Linked DNA regions of Ovis aries: region 1 is linked to region 2. The links are chromatin contacts, called in public Hi-C maps. All regions are on one chromosome and are shown on one strand. The core of a region is the stretch at or near the end of the contact, and the rest is flanking DNA. Distances in the headings are between cores, read along the strand shown.

Region 1 (6,034 bases), core at 1,437-3,936, 100 kb before region 2:
GCCTACAAATGGGGGTGATACTCAAAATCCTTAACCTCCAATCTGTTCTTAGCGGCTGGGCATTAACCCTTTATTATCTGACTCACAAGGCAATCCAGGGGTCCTGGAGGAGGGATGGGGGAGCACTTCATGGCTCAGGGCAGCTGTTCCAGGAGTATTTTGCACTTCCCCATCACGTCCTAGCCTTCTTCCCCATTCACCTCCCACTGCTCCCCTGGCCCCTTGTATTGCTCCAGTCAAACGGATGGAGTCGCCAACCTTTGCACGTGCTTCTGTCAGAGTTGCCTATCTCTGTACTTTTTTCTTCCTTCTACTCAACCACAATGCTCTTCCCACCCCGCTGCTGCTGCTGCTGTTAAGTCACTTCAGTCATGTCCAGTTACGCCTATGCGACCCCACGGACTGCAGCCTACCAGGCTCCTCCATCCACGGGATTTTCCAGGCAAGAGTACTGGAGTGGGGTGCCATTGCCTTCTCCGTCCCATCCCGCTAGTACTCATCAAATTATACCCATCCTTCAAGGCTCAGTTCATGGATGCTGCCTCCCCAGACCAGCCTACCCTTAAGTGAGTTCATCTGAGATGTGTTGCAAGTGCCATTCTTTGGTAACTGACTGTGAGCAGCCTGTGACATCGCCTCTATAATAATCACAAACTGTTACTTAAATCTTCAATGGCCTGGACTTATGTAGCCTCCCCAGTTAGTGTGTTACCTTCTGAGGGGAGTGGGACTGTGTCGCCCGTAGCAGGGCATACTACGAAGCATCTAGCAAGCATCAATGGACGGTTACTGATTGAGCTGGTGAGAGAGGGGGACCAAAGTGAGGTAGGTGACCTCTGACCTCCCCTCTGCACAGACACTCACCCCGGGTGCTCCACTGCCCAGGGCCGGCCCTCCCTGGCTCAGTGTCCTCATGGTACCCCCACCCCACCCCTGGCCTTAGCACCCAAGAGTTGTTACTACTTTGAACATCCCCTGCCTCTCAAGAAACTTCCCTGTCCAGTTTCTTTCCTACTCAAAGTGTTAAATTAGCTAAGCTGATAAACTAACCTGTGCTGATGTAGTTATGGGAGAGGGCTAGAGGAGAGCCTCAGGAGATAGGTTCATTTCAACCAGGGTCATGTAGCAACAGCACCCCTGCCTTTGCAATAGTTTGATGGAGTCAAGAGACTGGCTCCTTACCCCCAACAGCTGATGCATTACTCCCTCCTCTGAGCTCCCACAGCACTTTGTATATACCTCTTATTGTAGCACTTAGCACATGGTAGCGCCTTAGCTATGTGTTTATGTATGTTTCCCCTCCGATAGACTGTGAGCTCCTCAAGGACAGGGACTGTGTGTTAGTCACTGATGTATCCCCAGCGCCTAGCACAGTGCCTGGCACACAGTAGGTGCTCAATAAACATTTATTAAAAGAATGAATGAGTCCTGTTTCTAATCATGGAGATTTCAGTGCTATACTAAGGCAGGCCAGAGAGGCCAGGAAAGGACTCCCACACTTGGGGCCTACCACGGCTTTCGACCGCTCATAGAGCATGGCAAGCAGCAGCCTCCCTTGCCCGTGTCTGCGGCCACCCCAGGACAATAGGGTCCACGAGGAGCCCAGGGCTGCTTCCAGCAGTGCCTTGCTGTCACTAGGCGCCCGGGGTGACTCTGAACTCCTGCCCTTCGCTGCTGCCCCCTTCCTGGGACAGACTCATCGCTATTTCCTCATACCTGGGTGGAAATGTCAGGCCCGGTGGGAGGGACGGAACAAGAAGTGATCCTCACGATCGTCGTTCCTCTGACCCCATCATGTATTTTTAAAGAGGCGGTTGCCTCTGGCTCCAAAGCCACTGGATCCGAGGTGAGTGAACTCATTCCCCAGCCGCTCCCAGGCCAGGCAGGCCAACGCGGTCGCTCCTTGAGAGCCTCGGCTTCGGCACGCCAGGCGTGCGGCTGGCGTCCAGCAGGTGGCGCTATGGAGCCGGCGCAGGCGGGCGTGTGCCAGCGGAGCCCGGGAAGGGAGAGGCGGTCAGGGCGGGGCCTGCCGCTCCCGGCGGAGGCGGCCACAGCCGGCATCTTCCTGTCCCTCTGTCCTGACTCTGCGCCCCAAACTGTCCCTGGGCGGCTCTGGTTCCCAAGCAGGCCTTCCATTGCTCGGGAGCTTGGAACTTTACCCCCAGCCCCCGCCCCCTCCACTTTCCAGGGGGGATTTAACAGTCGAATAGCCTCTCCCCATTGGCCGGTCGCGCCCTGGCCCCGCCCCCGTCGCCCCCCACCCGTATCCTCCGGGACTAGCAGGTGAGCACGCGGCGGGCCGGGCCTCGGTTGCCGGCTTCCACTCTCTCCCGGGCGGCGGGAGTGAGCCCGAGCCGCAGCCGCCTGCCGCAGGGCTCCCGGCCTGGCTCACCTCCCACCGCAGACTGCCTTTAGCTACAGTTGCACGCAGCACCGCTTTCAACCTTGAAATCGGAGAGCAACTGAGGCGCCCGCGACAGCCTTCTGCCCGCGGAGGGCCCCAACCGCCCGCGGCGAGACCCCGAGCTACGGGGGTGCCGGCGCGCGGCCGAGGAGGCATCCGAGTCCGGTTGCCCAACGCTGCGGCTTTGCCAGTCCGCCTCGCCGGGGAAACCGGTGGTCTAGGGGAACACGTGGAGTCCGCCCCGCTCCGTGGCGGAGTCCAGAAGGCCCGAGCACTTGGCGCCTCCCGCTGGCTGCTAAGCAGACTGCCCTTGGGGCGGACTCCATCCTCCCTAAACACACACACGCACTTGTCTTAGCAGGGAACGTGAACGTGAAGTCGCTCAGTCGTGTCCGACTCTTTGTGACCCTATGGACTGTAGCCTACCAGGCTCCTCAGCCCATGGGGTTTTCCAGGCAAGAATACTGGAGTGGGTTGCCATTTCCTTCTCCAGATCTTCCCGACCCAGGGATTGAACCTGGGTCTCCCGCATTGTAGGCAGACGCTTTACCGTCTGAGCCACCAGAGCAGGGATGGGACACAATAAAATGCCCAGCAGTCTTCCCCGTCGTGGGTTAAAGTAAGCAAGGGGCAGGAGTTTGCCGCCCAATTCGCCGCCCTCCCCCAACCCAAATAGGGCTGCTGTGAAAACGGATCATCCTTTCTCGGAGTATGGAGACTCCGAGAGTCTCCCTCTTAACCCAGCACCTCAAAGAGGAGCACTCTGGTAAGACCATCAACTGTAGGCTCATGACCTTGGCAGTCGGAGGAACTAACTTCAGCTAAACAGCTATGGTTACTCAGTATGTTTTTCTTCCATTGGCGGTAAATTGGGCCCCATTTGGCAGATAGAATAATGAAGGCTCGAAATACTGGGTTCTCTCTCACCCGCTATCAGCCTAGGTGGGAAGTGGCAGGCTGGCTCTTTCCCTGAGACCACACTGAAAAGGATTAGATCGTTTAATAAGAGGCGATCGTCCTCTCCCCAGTCCAAACCAGGGAATGCACACTCACCTCTTGCTTTATGGGATTCACAGCCCATTCCTCCATTTTTGGTCTTCCCACTCTGGCAGAAGAGCAGTGAGAGGGCTCCAGAAAAAGTGTGGAAAAGGGAGCCCAAAAGCAAGGAAATAAGAAACTGCTGTTTGGTGTGGCTTTCAACTCTCTTCCTTTCTCCAGATAAATAAAGGGGTGTGTGCATGCCCACACACTCAAATGGCCAGGGCTGTCCAGGAGTCGCAAAGGACCATCACCTATTCCTTTGCCCACTGCGTCTCCATCCTGCCCTAAATGGAAATCTTTATACCCCCTAAGGCTCTCCCTTCATCTTTTGTTCTGAATCAGGCAATCACCTTTTTTCCCTCCCTCTGCCTGTCCTACCTCCAACATATTTTACCAATGTATTAAAAGAAAAAGGAAAAACCTCTGTCACTCCCTGGCTTAGAGTTTCCCTGGTTCCCCATCACCTCAGGCAAGAGTCAAAGCCACACTCCTTGGCATGGCTGGCAGGGCTCCTCCACTCTCCTTCCCTACCTGTACCTTCCAGCTGCAGTGACACTGAAGTGGGTTGTAGCTTTCTGCACTTACTACCCTTCTTCTTTGTCTCCAAGCCTGTGTTCAGATGTCCCCTTAGTTCAAGGGTTCCTCCCTGCCACCCCAATTCCCATTTTCCTACTTGTCAACTAGGCATCACTTCCGGCTACCCCTGTGCCCTTGCCCATCCAGCTGAGCTCCCAAAGCATCCTGGGCTTAGCTGGATCCTCACATTCACCACATGGCCTCAGGTGTTGTTGGGAAGCCTTGAGGCCTCAGGATCAGGAGGTGGGGAATGAAAGCCAATTGGGAGGATTAATGCTGCTCCTCCATCTAAGCAACTCAAGGGTCACTCCTGGGGCAGGATGGCTGGATTCCTGTTGGCCAGACAGAGAGACCCCCTGGCTAGTACATGACACGGCTCTCCAGACACGGCAGCCACAGTGAGAGATCCCAAGAGCATAGCTTACAAGGGCCTCATCCCAGACCTACAGACATCCCTTCCCTTCAAACAGTAACAGGCTCATTCTGGAGCCAGCAGTCACCATGTCACAATCATACTTTCTACTGCTGGTTTTCAGAAGTGAGAAAAGTTGTAAAGTCTAGGATGGGCATCTTGCCTCCAAAGCAGGTGGGTCTTAGGAAAGCAGACCCATGGAAGGTCTGCACTATGTAGGGGGGCAGAGGGGACACCGGCAAGACAGTGAGGGCAGTGAGTGACAAGACCATGAAGTCTGCGGCTCACACAGGGCAGGAAGCAGTGCTAGCAGGCAGGTGATTTCCTTGAGTTAAAGAGGCTCATCCCTCACAGCCACCTCAGAGGGCCTCTCCCTCTGACCATACTCCTCTGGGGATCGAGGAATGTGTGCTCACGTGCGGGGACACGCCCACGCAGCCTACCAAACGGATGCAGGTACTCAATTCTCCCCAGGATTTGTCCCTGCCTTTCCCTTTCTTTCCAGATCTTGCCAAAGTGACCCAAATCCTCACTGGTCACTCTACCTGTTCCCAATTGCTGTGCCAATAGGGACCCCAAACTGCAAAGCAGGGTGAGGGCTTTCCCCACAGACTTCATAGGGATACCCATCAGTTTTTAACTACAGAAAAGCCAATACGGGGAGCAGAGAAAAGAGACAGGAGACAGAAGCCCTGACACAGGTTTTTCAGTATGCAAGTGTTTTTGACTCCACAGCCAGTTGCTTAAATGAAACATAAAGGGCAGCCAAAATACACACCCAAATGCAAAAAAGTAAAGGCAAACATAAAATAAACCACACAATACCATGAACCCCAACAAAACCAGAAAATTAAACCCAAAAAAACCCCTCAACTTTATATATATATATATATATATATATTTTTTTTTTTTTAAAAAGGGAGAACAACTGTTCAAAACCAACTGGGCAGTATGGTGGAGGTGGGTAGCAGTCCTACAGAAGGGGGCCTAGAACTTCCCCCTGGGAACAAAGAACAAACACAATACAAAGAAAATAACCAACAATCCTCCTGCGAGGGTCAGGAGTCTCCAGAGAACAGATTGTCCCATCCTCAAACTGGCTTTTTTTTTTTTTTTTGCCTTTTTTTTGTCTTTTTTTTTTTTCCATTTTCTTCTTTTGTTGTTGTTGTTTTAGCACCTGTACAATAAAACTGTACCATCTCCAACCAGAGCCGGCCGTAGGGAGGCCCTCCTGCTTTTGGATGGTACATACTCTCTACAAGGATTGTTCGGAAAAATAGCAATTGGTAGAAAAATAAGAACAAGAGTGGGAAAGACAATGCCACAGAGGGGGCTGGGGCAAGGAAACAGCCCAAACCCCTCCTTCTCTCTCTCCACCAACAAACCCAGCGCTGAGAGGGAGACCTGGTAGGGCCGGGCCCGCAGCCCCACCCCGTCCCCAAGCAGGAGTGGGGCCTGGCGGGAGACCAGTCTCCTGCCCTCACCTACAAAACAGCTGAGGCCTGGGTTCAACATCTGGCAGGAAATCCCAGAGCCCTCTGGGAATTCCAAAGGAGAACTGGGGCCGGGGGGGCAGAGGGAGAAGGAGCTGAGGACAGAGA
Region 2 (5,269 bases), core at 1,207-3,706:
GAGGAAGGAGCACTTCCACTGTCCCTCCTTCCCTGGGGTTGACTGCTGTTGATTGGGTCCGGTTTGTTTGTAGCTTCCTTCCTCTGACACAGTGGGGTTCTGTTTGACCTTGGGGTAAATGGATGAAGAGCTATAGGTTTGATCCTTATATAGGACAGTTAGCTTCACACTGAGAAAAAAAAAACTGGCTACCTCCCTCCTCCCAATTCCATCTGCAAACAGATGGGAGTTAAACTGGGAATTTTATGGTTCTCAGCAAACCCATTCTCAGTCTTGGAAAGGCGCATCACCCAATGTGTTCTGATAACAAGTGTAGCGGTGTCTGGTCCTAGGAAGTCAGCCTGGGACTGGGAATGAACTAAGGCCGCTCCTTATTTTCTTCCTTACTTAGGCATCCAGCTCTGGAACTGGGAGTTCTCAGGACTAGGAGGAGGTAGGCATCTGCCTCCTGCATAATTAACTACACCAGTCTCAAAAAACGTTGATGGCCCATCTCTCTGGGCATCATGCTGTGCCTGGCACGAGCTAGTAATCCGTACCCGGTCCTGTCCCTCCCGAGTTTACAACCTTAAGTCACACGATAATGACAGATCCCAAATGCGGGCAGTTAACAAATACATCCACTTGTCTGTTGATCACAAGAGATCCATTGAGGGAGCCACAGAGATAAACAGGGCCCCCTTCAAAGAGCTTTCAGTCTAGTGGGTAAATAGGTAAGACTGAGTGGGGAGTGGGGTGGGGGGAGAGGTTCAGGCGAGGAAACGCCTTCAACGTGGGCATCGCAGGATAGAATTTTTTTTTAAGTGCCCATTGGCCTGTGGTTGGGTTTTCTCTTGAGCCGCGTCTCCCGTCCCGACTGAGGTTTAATTCCAGTGCTCCAGCGAGTGGGGTGGATACAAAAGGCTAGAGGCAACATCGCTCTACGCCGCGAGGTGGGCAGCCCGGGACTGGGAGGCGGGGGCCGAGGCGATCGTCGTGGGCTCGCCCTTTCTCCTTGGGTGGCCGGGGTGTGTCACTGGCCCTTGCCTCTCTGAGCCTCACAGTCCCCTGCTAAGGTCCCTCAGCGTATTTTCGGGACAGTTCCCCTCCACTTTATCCCGCTCGCCGCCGAGTCCCCGCTGTGCGCGTTGAAGGGACAGGTTTGAGGCGGGAGCCGGGAGGAAGCTCTGGGTAAAATCATCCCGGTCGGTCAGGTCGCAGCGTGTCCCTGCGACGCACTGGCCAGGCCCCGGTTGCGGGAGACACCGCGGCCCACCGGGTCCTTCAAACACTTCCGACGGGCGCCTGCGTCCCGGGCGGCGGCCGGGGGCCGGGCTGGGTGGGTGGGGGAGCGACCTGGCCTGGGTTCGCGCTCCGGAGAGGTGTGCCCGCCCGCGAGGTGCCCGTGGCTGCGGGGCGCCGAGGCTCCCCCGAGGGCAGGCTGCGCGCCTCTCGGGTCTGGCCACCGCAGGGCCGCCCGGGCGAAGTGGGGCGGAGGGAGTGCGTGTGTGTGCGGGGGGGAACTGCGCTGGAGCGCAAGCCTCCGGGCCGGGAAGGGTGGGTCAGGGAGCCGCGGCGGCGGCGGCGGCGGGAGGAGCGAGCCGGGAACCCGGGAGGTCGGCCGGGCTGGCGGGCCCGGAGCCGCGGGGGGGAGGGCGGAGCGCCGAGGGCGGAGATGGGGCCGCGGGAGGGAGGGGGCCGGCGGGGCGCGGCCAGGGGGCGGGACGCCGGGACCCGGGGAAGATAAGAGCGTGCTCGCGGGGAGCGAGGGCGGGAGTGAGGGAGGGGCGGGGGACTTAGAGACCAAAGAGGAGACAAAAGGACGGGGTGGGTGGGAGGGGCGTGGACAAGCGGGGGTAGGGGAGGGGCGCCGGGGGACGCCTCGGAGGGAGGGGTATGTGTGTACGGGTGCGGGGGGGGGGGTCTGGGGAGGGAGGGACTTAGCGAGGGACGTGAAGGGACAACATAAGAAGGGAGCGCGGGGTACGGAGAAAGGCGGGGTGGGCCTGGAGTGCTCCACCACGCTGGCCACGAAGGGGAGGGGAAGCCGCGAAGGGGAGGCCGCTGGGAGGAAGGGCCACACACAGGGAGGGGGATCCTGAGGAAGGACAGTCCGCGAGGAAGGCGGGCCGGGGCTTCGGCGGGCTTGGGAGGGGAAGGGTGAGCAGACGCGGGGAGAGAGTGCTGCAAGAACCCGAGGGTGGAGGCGGATGGGCGTGTGTGGAGCGCTGAGGGCAGCGATTTAACGCTGCCGATCGGGATGACCTAAAGACCACGGTGGGGGCCGCACAGACGGGACGGGACTACTGAGGCTGGACGAAAACTGCCCAGGGGAAAGTGGGACCTACGAGGGCTGCAGAAGGGTGGCGGGGGCGGTCTCGGGCTCGGCAGGAAGGCGCCACCACCGCCCTCTGCCCGTCCCCAGCGTGCCCCGCCCCGTCCGGGGGCCCTAAGGGCAGGGGCCTGGGCCGTGGGGGAGCCGAGCCAGGGCGGTACCATTCGGAACAGAGAGGGGGGCTGGGAGGGAAGGGAGGAGCCAGGGGTCAGAACCCTGTTGGGGGCGGGGGGGGCCACACCCTGGGAAAAAGGCTTGGGCACATCCAGAATGGACCAATCAGCGAGCAAGGCCAGGGTGGCGTCAAGGGGCAGCTCTGGCCAATGGGAAGGGAGAACACTTCGGAGGTTCGGAGGAAGAAAAGAAAAAAAAAGCCCCACGGAACAACAATCGAATCCGTTTGGGGGCTTGGAAGGCAGGGAGTGGGAGTCGTTTATAGCACGTTCCAGCGCCTGCCCTCCCCTTGGAAGGATAGGGTCGTTTGCATCACTCGTGGGCCGCGGGGAACACACGGCGCTGAGGAGGGTCCCGAGAAAGTAGAAAGGGATTGGCCGTTTACTGGGGGCACTTGATTGGGTGCTTCGATTTTGGGGGGGTGGGTGGGACAGAAGTGGGAGCTTTGTGCTCAAAAGAGTGCAAGAGAAGCTTAAGGTCTCTTAAAGAGAGGCAGGAATTGGCAGGGGTCCCCCATTCCTCCATACGGGCAGTGTCAGCCAGCAAGTGGATCGCAGATAATTTCAAACCAGTGGATAATTTAAAAATACCCCTTGAGCTCTGAACACGATCAACATACTCAGTTCCCTTCCTAGCACCGGGCAGGTTCTTGAGAGGATGAGCAGTGTTAGCCCGGGTCCACAGCTGCCACTGGGAATTTGAGACGTGGCGTGGCTTTTGGCTTCAGAGTTAAGTCTAGGGTCCCAGTGCTTACTCGGTCACTAACTGAAATCTTAAACCTAAAAAATAAAGGCATTGTGACTAGTTACCATTGAGGTAGAAACTGATTTGGGGAGTGATGGGCTCAGAAAAAAAGAGCCATACTGGTGGGGAGAATTGCAAAAGGAAATTCGTGGAGGGGCAGAACTTTTAACCCAGGATTTCAAATGTCTGCAAAGCTCCTGAAGCTGTATGTAAAATGGTGTAGGTGTTTTTTTCTGGTGAGGGTTCATAATTTAAGATTCTCATAAGGTTGTGACATAAAAATTGAAAAGGTCTAAAAAGGCTGTGGGGAAGTAGGTGAAGTGCGCTAGTGGCTATGTCCTTTCCCTATCAGAGGGGGTTTCTCCAATTTCTTGTTAGGAATCTCTGGCTGCAGGGGCCCTTTTGATACATAAGGTCATCCAGAGAAAGGCAGGTTCCTCAGAGCTGAGAAGCTGATCATGAACTGCCTATAGCAAAGTAACACCTGAATAAATCATAAACAATGGTGAGGAGTTGGCCCTTCATTAGGAAGTAAAGGGAATAGAGCTTTATTTCTGAAAGCTCATTTACCTCATCTATAAAGTAAGACTAAAAGTGCTAACTACTCTAGACTGCAACCTGTGAGCTGGGAGGCTCACACATAAATTCTCCATACTGGAGTGGTTTCAGTGCCTTCCTCCAGGGAATCTTCCCAACCCAGGGATCGAACCTGTGTCTCTTACATCTCCTGCATTGGCAGGCAGGTTCTTTACCACTAGCGCCACGTGGGAAGCCCAGGACCAGCCCCGAGCAGAATCCAATTGCCTGATTTGTGCATACTGCTGCTAGGTTCAGAGGTTGAGAATATACAATATTTAGTTACTATTTCTGACTTATTAAACTGATTATTTATGGTTATATCTGACATGGACTTAAGGTCATAGGCTAGGGTAACTTCCCTCCAGTCCAATTTAGGACAACTTAGTCCTTGGTAAGAAAATAACAACATAGTAAACATTCCAGTTAGATAAAAATGCCTTTATTTCTAAAATGTGGCTTAACTACACCCATGGTGTGCTAAGCTTGTTTTGGAATCATCTTGCAGCTCCAAGTAAAACCAGGCCAGTGGAGGAACAGTCAGGGCTATTGGTTCCCGGCACCATGGTGTCACTACTTCAGCAATTCAATCCACACAGTTATTCTCCAGATGTTTTTTGTGACGTATGGAGAGTCGTTTTGGATTCCTCTGTACGACAGAGAGGTCCGACCTTGAGGAAGATCGGTAGCCCACATCCTCTGCTTTGATAGGCTTAATGATATGGCCTGGCTTGGTGACAACCTTGGGCATGGTCAGCTTTTGGAAGGCCCTCTGGGTGTTCCATGTAGATCCTACGGGGGTCTGGATGGTCCTTTCAAATTGTCGATGGTGTGTGAATGGATGCGGAAGCACCTGCACCTGGAAAGGAAGGCAGAGTGACTTGGCCTGAGCCAAGGCTGTAAACTCTAATGTCAGCTGGCCAGGGAGTTTTAGCACATAAGCCTCAGTCCTACACGATGGCTGTGGTGAGTGGAGCTACCGAGTGGCCAAGGTATGGCCACGCACCCATCCAACCTTAGGAGTGCCAAGCTGCTTGATGACACTTGGGAGGGAACTAATTGGGATCAGAAACTCCCTTCCCCAAGGCTTGCCCAACCATGGAGGGATGAAAAACCATCCCAACAAGGCCCCTGTGGCAAGAGGAATACTAAGTAGCTGCAGGGTTGCTGGCCCCTAATGGGTCTTCCTATATAGCATTGTGACTACCAGACATCTGAGTACTGGTTTATCTGTGCCTCTCCTGCCTCTTTGTCCCCTTCTTTTTCCTTCCCTTGATTCATAGCATTGATGTTTTAAGGAACCCAAAGATTTACTCCCAAATCCTGAACTCCACCAGGCTACTACACTCAGCTTCATGCTCTTCCCAAGTCTCATTTCTTTGCCCAGGACTCTTTTGCATTCCACCACAGTGCTGGTTTCAGACTTAAATAATCTTTAAATGCTTCCCCAAAGGCCAAAGA

What was found. Hi-C and Micro-C count contacts between places; a contact is called where the count stands out from the background.
Region 1: a Hi-C map of liver shows a contact between it and region 2, with 4 times the contacts expected there. The contact joins two enhancer-like sites. A contact is called at or near these places in 12 of 16 Hi-C or Micro-C datasets (blood, hypothalamus, liver and 5 more).

What each region holds. Positions count from the first base shown.
Region 1 is chrX:113,936,998-113,943,031 of ARS-UI_Ramb_v3.0, reverse strand. BCORL1 (BCL6 corepressor like 1) reads right to left here. Exons shown (of 14, transcript XM_027963623.3): 14 at 5,124-6,034. It overlaps ELF4 (E74 like ETS transcription factor 4), which reads left to right. Exons shown (of 8, transcript XM_042241901.2): 8 at 1-1,418. Among named protein-coding and RNA genes, the nearest start is that of ELF4, 41 kb to the left of the region's middle. Within about 2 kb of position 2,686, at least 2 of the 54 cell types and tissues checked have an H3K27ac peak or open chromatin away from gene starts, as enhancers often do. A contact at or near this core is called in liver, where this site is marked.
Region 2 is chrX:113,836,543-113,841,811 of ARS-UI_Ramb_v3.0, reverse strand. UTP14A (UTP14A small subunit processome component) reads right to left here. Exons shown (of 15, transcript XM_060407428.1): 15 at 4,235-4,661. The coding sequence ends at 4,395. Among named protein-coding and RNA genes, the nearest start is that of UTP14A, 18 kb to the right of the region's middle. Within about 2 kb of position 2,456, at least 39 of the 54 cell types and tissues checked have an H3K27ac peak or open chromatin away from gene starts, as enhancers often do. A contact at or near this core is called in liver, where this site is marked.